Linked DNA regions of Oryctolagus cuniculus: region 1 is linked to region 2. Evidence: chromatin contacts called from public Hi-C data. All regions are on one chromosome and are shown on one strand. Each heading gives the region's core, a stretch centred on a gene start, on an enhancer-like site or on the middle of the called end of the contact. The rest is flanking DNA. Distances are from core to core; before and after follow the strand shown. Region 1 holds the start of ZNF475 (zinc finger protein 475). Region 2 holds the start of SRFBP1 (serum response factor binding protein 1).

Region 1 (4,735 bases), core at 1,060-3,559, 210 kb before region 2:
GGATGCAGATCCTCGTACTCCCTGGATCCAGACCTCACATGTATTGGAAGAACAGCCACGGCCAGAAGATGGGGAAAACAGATCGTGTTTACGAGACCAGCCTGAAGCCCACACTGCACTGAAGAGTTTGCGTTTTTATTACGCAGAAAAAGCAGCAGTTTTTTTTCTTCTGTGTTCATCGGAAAAGTTGTCCAGCATCTGTTGGTCTGACTTTCCCGGCGCAAGAATCATTGTCTTGGAATCTCCTAAACCAGTGAGTCCACAGCCACTTCATTTTAATCATGGAACTCAGAGAAGAAACGGACTAGACAGTCCTCGTGGTAAAATTAAAAGGAAGAAAATTTGGATTAAAAAAAAAGAGATTCCCACCCCCGGTTTAATTATAACAATAGCTGTATAACCTTGGTTTTCCTAAAACAATCTATTCAAAGAGTCCCTGTATTGGGGCATTTCCAGTAGCAAGCCACAGGGAAAAGACTCTGTCTCCTGATTCGGCATCCTGTAAGGTGTGACACAGGACAGCGCGATCACTCCCTGGTCTAATGGCAGGACAAGGAGCACGTGGGCCACACTTCTCTCCTGCAGCCAGCAGCCCACACAGTGACCACTTCCTGGCCCTGCCGGATGCTGGCACCTCAAGCAGAGACCCAGCAATTCTTCACCATGTAGGTTCGCACATGAGAATGTCCCAGGTTGGGGGTCAGAACTCTGTGTAGAGCTGAGACACAGGGGAGGGAGAAGAGGTGGGAACTGAGTGCCTGCCAGAGCCATGAACACACATCTCCTCGCTTCTGAGTCTGTGCTGGGGCTAATCCCCTCCTCACCTCCACCGCACCAAGTGTTTCAAGACAGATTTGCTACATTTGCAGAGTGTATGCATGTCTGCAAGTGCCCCAGTGTTTAATTCTTGCTAAAGTCATTTGGGGTTTTTGACACAGATTCTATTTTGGTAAGATAAACTCAGCCTAAGCCAGCATGGCCAGAACCGAATTCCTAAGGTAGATGCCTAAAATAAACCAGCAATAAATATTGACTGTTGGAATGGGAATTATATCTGTGTAATGTAGACACAGCAGAGTGAGTCATTTTTGAATCACAGTCTCTCCCAGGAATTACTGGCGTGGGGGAATCAAGGGAGAAGGAAGCCCCTCACAGGGAGATGAACCCACCAGGCAAGGAAGTTTCTAGAGAGATCTAGCCTCGTGCATCCAGCAGAGGGCAACGTGATCAGCCTGCATTGAGACAGAAATGGGCATGGAAGGACTCCTGTGGGGACTGACTGTGGGGACACTTTTCTCTCACCCCCGCCCCCCCGTGGGAGAATGGACCCCCGCCCACCCAATGCACCTTATGAGGCGTGGATTACCTTATCAGATACACTAGGCGCTGCCTTGTTGCCTTGCTGCTTGGCACCAGTGGCCTCAGAGAGGCCACCCTGACTCCCTAAGGACAAGCTCTGTGCTTTGGGGCCGCTGGATTGAGCTGCGCAACTTCTCAGGTGCACCAGGAGGCGTTCTGGGGCGAAGGTCCGGGGACAGTTTGGGCAGGGCACAAGCTGCACCTGACTCGGCCCCTCGTGGCCGGCCAGTCCAGACGGGAGGGACTCAGGCTTCCGAGGGAGCGGCTGGCGGAGCTCCCTGGGCAGCCGGTCATTCTCTATCTTCCACTTTTCCAGGCATTTGGGTTCATGGATAGGGAGCGACAGGCTACCGAACTCCCTACCACAGATGTAGCACGGGAGCATCCTTGGGCGGGCAGGGGCTGTGCCGGTAGTTTTCCCGAGACCAGGAAGGTCTGCAGGGGAAGGCGCCCTGGGCCCCTGGCCCTTCGGCCTGCAGCTCCTCTGGTGAACAGGAAGACGATCCGGCAGGAAGGTGCGGCCGCACACTTCGCAGGGCACCAGCTGAGCCTGCGCGCCCTGGAAGGCGGCCTCGTTGGCTTCCTGGAGGCTGTAGGAGCCGCTGCCGCCCAGGGGCTGTGGTTTGGAGGGTTCTGGCCTCCTCAGGTGCTTGGGCAACTTGCTGTTTTCCGCACGCCACTTCTCCAGGCACTGGGGCTCGTGGATGGCAAGGGACTGAGACCCAAACTCCCGGCCGCAGATGTAGCAAACCCGGAAGGCGGGCCTGCGGGCTGGGATGACCGGGGGGCTGGGCTGGCCCGCTGCCCTCATTCTCCTGCCCGATCGTCTGGACACGATCACAGTGCCAGGTCGGGTTTTCTGGGCCTGCGCCTGTACCCTGTCACCAGGTTCGGCACCCCGTGTTTCTGGACAAAGGCTGGCGGGGGATTCGGGGGGCGGGACGGCGTGGTTGATAAAGAAGGTGGGTTCCTTACAATGGTGGAAAGTTTGCTGCAAGTCGTTGGAAACCCTCCTCTCCTTTCCTCTTTCCATGAACAAAGCAGTCTTTCTCCGGCGTGTGCTCTGATTTCAGGCCAGGCTCATTCTGGGCTCCTGCGTGGAGAGGAGGTTGGCCAGCTTGGCTGTCCTGGGGTTCCACATCGTTGCCAGTGCCTCGGCCCAGAGGCTGTGGCTCACAGCGTGGTCCTTGAAGGCAGCGGTCTGGAATGTTGGAAATCTCATGTCTCCAAGATCTGTGCAGGGGTGGAGACAGAGACGGAGAAGTTACAACACACACACACACCCCTAACTTGCAGGCTGAGATAAAGGGCGGGGATTTTATTTTTTTTTTTAAGAGTTGACCTCGTATCCTCTTTGGCTACATGGTAACCAGCACGTAGGATTTGTTCCATAAAAACTGAAGTAAATATAGAGACAGTTTCCATTATGAATGGTACTGCTGACTGTATTGAAAGTAATGGTTCTGCACAGAGACACAGCCACAGCACAGCGCAGACGCAGGGGGCACCAAGCAGCAAGGGCCGACTCCAGGGCGGGGAGGCCACAGGAGAGGGCACTGCAACCTGGGAAAATCACACGAATGAAACTAGCAGATGTGGGGGAAAGATGGTATTGGACCCCACAGAAACCTCCACTCCCTCAAGGGATTGCAGAGCTCGGCAGGCAGGAGAGGGCACAGCTCTCTCTCTGACAGTTCTCTGAAGCCTACGCCACTCTCAGAATGTCGCTAAAAGCAAAATCGTCGTAATACAAGTACAAATGTTTTTGTTGTACCAAGGGAAAGCAATTTCATCGAGATAACTTATTTTTTTTTTAAATTTTGATACAAAAAGTTCTTCAGCAGGTTCATGGAAAATGCAATTGACAGGTAAGTGTAGGTTGGCACAACCACATTAATGCATCTGTTAGTCCCATACCCATAAGCATGGTTAAGTCCCTGCCGGCGTTCTTACTAGGATGTGGTAGTCCGGACTTCATGAGTACCCACGGACCTGAAGCTCACCCTACAGACCGGGTCAGCCAGCAGGGAAGATGGAGAGGACCATCAGCAGACCTCGGAGGGGAGAGACGTCTCATACCCCACCACGTACCCGTTTTTATTTGTTAAGTATCGACCATCGTTCCCAAGCAAAGGAGACCGAGGTCCACGCCCAGCCCAGGGGGCCACCTGCACAAGGAACAAGAAGCTTCAAGGCGGCTTGATTCTCCTTTTTTTCTAGGAATCACACCTAGTATCTTGCTTTATAAGAGGTGTGTGTGTCTTCCACACTTTTATTATTTTTTTCAAAGATTTATTCATTTTATTTGAAAGTCAGAGTTAAGAGAGAGGGGAAGAAATGAGAGCGAGGGGAGAGAGAGAGAGAGAAAGAGAGATCAGTCTTCCAATCACTAGTTCACTCTGCAAGTGGCTGCATTGGCCGGGGCTGGGCCAGGCCGAATCCAGGAGCTTCCTGTGGGTGCAGGGGTCCAAACACTTGAGCCATCTCCTACTGCTTTCCCAGGTGCTTATTAGCAAGCTGGATTGGAAGTGCAGCAGCCGGGATTTGAACCAGCGTCCATATGGGATGCCCGCGCCGCAGGCAGCAGTTTAACCTATTGCATCCAAACACCTGCCCCACACTTTTATTTTTATAAAAAACCATGGCCATGCTGGCACTGTGGCGTAGTGGGTAAAGCCACCGCCTGCACTGCCGGCATCCCATCTGGACACCGGTTCGAGTCTCGGCTAGTCCACTTCCAATCCAGCTCTCTGCTGTGGCCTGGGAAAGCAGTGGAAGATGGCCCAAGTCCTTGGGCCCTGCACCTGTCTGGGAGACCCAGAGGAAGCTTCTGGCTCCTGGCTTTGGATCGGCCCAGCTCTGGCTGTTGCGGCCATTTGGGGAGTGAACCAGCGGGTGGAAGACCTCTCTCTCTCTCTCTCTCTCTCTCTCTCTGCCTTTGCCTCTCTGTAACTCTGCCTTTCAAATAAATAAACAAATCTTAAAACAACAGCAACAACAACAACAAACCATGGCTACTGGGCTTCCCTAGAATAAAGAGCTGATAAGATTATCGCATTCCAGGCCTGAGGAGTTGGTATCTTGGGCAGGTCTGTTTTTATTGTTTTTATCACTTAGCCACAAACCCACCCCGGGAAAGTTTATTGTTGGAGTCACAGGACTTTGTGCTAACCCAAACCCTCCAGTCACCACCACCGAGGGAGCCCACTGGGTCCGAGGCTGCACCCGGGGCAGCCTGGCCACCCCCTGAGTTTAGGCGGAGTGTGGACAGCATGCTGCGGCTGTGGAAACACTGGGCGGTGAGTTTATAGGAAACACTGGGCAGTGAGTTTATAAGGGACGAAACGAGCCAGGAGATCTCTGCCCTGGTCCTGTA
Region 2 (4,785 bases), core at 510-3,009:
TTCTCTTTGGTATTTTTCCAATTTTGAATGTAGATAACTTACATGCTTTTCTCTTCGTAGATTTTTCCTTGTTAATTTTAAATTATAAACCCCACATAACCTCTACATTTTTTTCTATTTTATTTCCTCTATATTAGAATATATCCTACTTCAATGGGGATGTGATAACTTCAACTACCCAGCAAACGTTTATAGGATGTGTATGTTACAGGAAATAGAAACACAGGGAGCCAGAAACAGGTAAATACAAGTTTTCAGAGTAGAAAACACTCTGACTGCACAAAGACACTCACATTACGCACACTAAGGTGGTTTAGCAAAGGCTTCTTGTAGGTCAATTTTTTAAATTTTCATTTTCCTTAAAACGCAGATGGTCAGAGAGACAGACATCTTCCATCTACTGGTTCAGTCCCCAAAAGCTCTCAACAGGCTGTACTTCCACCCAGGTCGCCCACATATGTGGCAGGGACACAAATACTCGAGCCACCGCCTCCTGCCGCTCAGAGTGTGCGTGAGCAGAGCGCAGCAGGCAGGCACTGACCCGGGATACAGGCGTCCCACGAGGCAGCCTAGCTGCTCTTCACGAGGCCTGGGAATGACCTAAGTGCAAAAAGAGAAAAGCTTCCCGTGGCCGATTCCCGGCCGTGAACACCGCCACAGTTATTTTAACATTGGGCAGGGGAACTCCGTAGCATTTCCTGTGAATTACCAACAAAATCAGATTTAAGATCCTTTTCACCTCATAGGCAATATTAACGGAGAACAGTGCACCCGATAGTTCCTGGCAAAAACAAAGAAGGGGTTAACCCATGCTTAGCAATCGGCACTGAGCGCCCTGACTTCGCCTCGGTACAGCCTGGTCTCTGCTCCGCACTGGAGTCAATTCCTTGACCCGCAGTCGGGCAGCGCAGCACTGCGCTTCCTCTCGCCACTCTGTTACGCAGGACCCGCCCGTGCCCAAGCCCCCACTACCCACCCCTCCCGCCTGCACTGGTCCCTACCTGCCTCGGGCTGCGAGACCGAGGACTACCGTCGCCGAGCCTCCTCTGCACGGCTAGGCTTTGGGGGGACAGGGGGGCGCACCTCAAGCCCTATTCTGCATCACAGGTGCGCGCTGCCCAAGCGAGGGACACAGAGAGAGGGCAGCCGGGGAGGGAGAGCAGGTACACACAGCTCTTTTCCGGAGCGCTGCTGTGAACGCGGCCCAGACGCGACATCGCCGCGGGAACAGACGAAGCAGCGAGTGTAGACGTCTCGCCCACGACGCGCGCCCCGAGCCCCTTCCCTCCGACAGCAGAGCGGCGGGCGGCGCGCACCGTGCATTCGGCACACCTCAGCCTTCACGGCCACCTCGCAAGCTCTGCTGCGCAGAGGGCACCGCAGGCGCGGGGCAGTCCGTCATCTGCTCCAAGTCCCGCGGACAGAAGCCCACGAGACAGACCTATCGCCGGGGTTAGTCACCTGGACACCGTGCAGTTCCGGGACCCCTCGGGGCCCCCGAAAAACGCCTCCAGCCTCCATCTCCACCCCCCCCCCCCGGCCCACCTCCAGACCGCGCGTGGCTAGGGCCGAGGAACCCCGCGGGATTTAAGACACGGTCGCTTACCTCGTTATTCAGGTTCAGAGCTCCCGGCTGAGCCATGGTAGCCCCAGGAAGAGGACCGGCGGCCGCCAGCATGCGAGGGCCGTTCGCAAAACTGCGCCTGCGTCGCCACGCCCCCCAACGGCGGCCTCTTTGGCCCAAAACTCGCTCGTGCTCTGCGCGCGCTGAAGCCCGGATGAAAGGCACGCGGCTGTGGGAGGAGCAAGAACGGACCTGAGAGGGAACAACTTCCGGCGCCGAGCCCGACGCGCTGCGTTAGCCGTTCCCGGAAACCAGCGGGAGCTGGCGGCTGGATGTGTGTGGAATCTTGTAGATTATCTTTTTCCTTTTTTAAAAAAAGATTGATTGATTTGAAAGGCATAATTAGAGAGCGGGAGGGAGGGAAAGAGAGAGAAATCTTCCATCTACTGCTTCACGCCCCAAATGGCTGCAAGGGCCGGAGCTGGGCCAGGCTGGAGCCAGGAGCCAGGAGCTGCTGCAGCGTTTCCCGCGTGCGGTCGTGTGCTCCCGCTTTCCCAGGCCCATTAGCAGGGAGCCGGGCGGGACTCCAGCACTGGGCACGTGGGCTGCCGGCACCACAGGTGGTGGCTTAACCCTCCCTCGCCGCGCGGACCCCAACTCGCAGCGTTTTTATCTGCTATTTAATGTGCTGGCCGCTGGAGTACAGGGATACGGGGGCTTGATGCAGACCCTCCGAGTGCCGCGAGACCGCCGCGGGGCAGCCCAAGCTGGTGTGGGGGGGATGCGAGCCAGACGCCACGGGCCGGGGGGCGCTGTGGGCGGCAGAGCTCGCGTGGCCCCCTTGTCCCCCTTCACGCAGAAAATTCAGATTCAGAACCCAGCCCCAGCCAGGCCGTGTTGCCAGCTCACAATACGCCAACTCCTGACTCCGCGTAGAGCAGCTCAGGTGTGTGTGTGCTTTGACAACTGTGGCTCGGCGCGTGCTTTGAGCACAGGTGGACTAACTGCCACATTCTTGCCCTTCTTTTCCCTCTTTGCCATCGCTGGATGATACAGTGAATTGTAATCATCGCGTTTGTGTGCCGCCCCTCGTTAAAGCTGAGCTCCTAGAGTGTAGGAACCGGTTCACTTCAGGTGCGTAGTAGGAGTTCTGCATAGTCGGACACAGTATAGAATGTCGGTGACCGTTAGTGGAGAGCTTGAAGGGAGAAAGATCTGACGCAGGAGGAAGCTATCACTGTGGTCCCTTAAGCTCCAGAAAACATGAATACAGAGTTTGTCAGGGTAGACGTGGTGGTGCACGGAGTTAGGGACGCTTGAGATTGCTGCATCCATGTTGGAGTTGCTGGGATGGGGCCACCCCCACGGTTCTGATACAGCTTCCTGCTGTTGTGCCTGGGGGCTGTCAAATGATGTCCCAGGTACATGGCTTCCTGCCACGCACGTGGGGGATCAGGATGGAGTTCTAGGCTCCTGCGGTTCACCTGGACCAGCCCTGCTTTTGTGAGCATCTGAGGTGTGAACGAGTAGGTCATTCAGTGAATGAAAGGCCTCTCTCTCTCTCTCTCTTCCCCGCTCTCCTTCTCCCTCTCTCTTTCCCTCCCTTAGAATAAGTAAAAACTCTTTAGAAAATTGCCAGTGGTTCTGCTCTTTTTTGTCTTTTAAAGATTTTTTATTTGTTTGAAAGAGTTACAGAGATGAGGGGAGAGACGGAGCGAGAGATCGTCCACCCCCTAGTTTACTCCTCAGATGACCACAGTGGCTGAGTCTGGGCCAGGCTGAAGCCAGGAGCCACGAATTTCTTGCAGGTCTCCCAGGTGGGTAGCAGGGCCCCAAGCATGTGTGCTGTCTGTCATTGCTTTTCCCAGGCTGTTAGCAGGGAGCTGGATCAGAAGTGGAGCTGCTGGTTCTTGCACTGGCACCCATGTGGGATGCTGGCATTGCAGGGGGCAGCTTTACCATCTGTGCTGCAACACCTGTGCCGCCAGTGGCTCTTAGAAGCTTTGCAACCTTTTGACCACCCCTCTTTCTCTCCAGCGCCTCCATTTCAAAGCCAGTTGCATGCATCAGCATTGCTTTCCTCCATTTTTTTAGCTCAGACTAAAAAAATGCTTGTGTTGTATGCTTGCCCTGCCACATCTGTTTTCTTGGGCACTTCTTTTCAAGATCAGGTCAAGTTCCTTTCATCTTTTTAAGAATTCTTTCCATGTCCCCCAACAAAAGTTAACAGATCTAATTTGAAACTCAGTGTATACTGTCAGTTCTTTTCCTTATAAGTTTTGAACAAAATTGAATGCTCTTGTTTGTAGGGACTAATATTTTCCCATCTTCACAATATTAATATGAAGTCACTTGTTCCAGGCATACAAACTCAAAGTCAACCCACCCCTCTGTTTTCATGCTGCCATCTCAAAAATTATTTTTTTGTCTACAGTGTGACTCTGTTCTCCTGCTCTCATTAAGTTATACACATTTCCACATGCTTATCTTAATGAGGCTGTAAGATTCTATAGAAAATAAAACACAAAACTGGACCTGGATCAAGTAAATGTTGTCAGAAAAATGAAACCACAAAGCTCTAATCATCAGATATAACTAGCTGGAGACCATTTAGTCATGTAGTACAGTCCTCCAGTTAGTCAAACTAAGAGCCAGCAGACACATTCAGTAGGGGCTCAAGCTTTAGGTGTCAGCCCTCAGATCCCTTTGGATTTGTCTGCATGGGCTGACAACAGAATATCCCAGACTTGGTAGCTTCCACAGAGGGATTTATCCCCACAGTTCTGCAGGCTAGAAGTCTTAAGATTTAGATGCCATCTGGGTTCTCTTGGTTTCCAGCTGGTTTGCCTTCTTGTGGCTGCATCCTCACACGACTTTTCCTCTGTGCACATGTGGCGGGGAGAGAGCCTCCAGAGTCTTCCTACTCTTAGAAGGGTACCAACCTGTTGGATTAGAGTCTCTTCACTGTGACCTCATTTAACCTCAGTTACCTCTCTAAAGTCTCATCTCCATACACCATTGCATGGAAAGTTAAGGCTTCAACCCATGAATCTGGGAAGAGGGACCTCTGTAACACTCAACTTTCTTCAACAAAATTCTTACCCTGATTACCTCAAAGAAAATAATTTGTTCCCCATCAAATGCTTGAACACTACCATTTTTATAAATTTTCACTATTCATAAGTGGCATTCATACGTTTATAGTTGCAACTGAATAACTA

The links. Hi-C and Micro-C count contacts between places; a contact is called where the count stands out from the background.
Region 1: a Hi-C map of skin fibroblasts shows a contact between it and region 2, with 2.7 times the contacts expected there. The contact joins the promoter of ZNF475 here to the promoter of SRFBP1 in region 2. A contact is called at or near these places in 3 of 6 Hi-C or Micro-C datasets (ear pinna, skin fibroblasts and an unstated tissue).

Annotation. Positions count from the first base shown.
Region 1 is chr6:11,873,181-11,877,915 of mOryCun1.1, reverse strand. ZNF475 (zinc finger protein 475) reads right to left here and starts at 2,309. Exons shown (of 3, transcript XM_070075787.1): 1 at 1,367-2,309. The coding sequence starts at 2,170.
Region 2 is chr6:11,657,669-11,662,453 of mOryCun1.1, reverse strand. SRFBP1 (serum response factor binding protein 1) reads right to left here and starts at 1,759. Exons shown (of 8, transcript XM_008254947.4): 1 at 1,607-1,759. The coding sequence starts at 1,678. It overlaps LOC103347854 (arginyl-tRNA--protein transferase 1), which reads left to right and starts at 1,919. Exons shown (of 7, transcript XR_011389658.1): 1 at 1,919-2,698.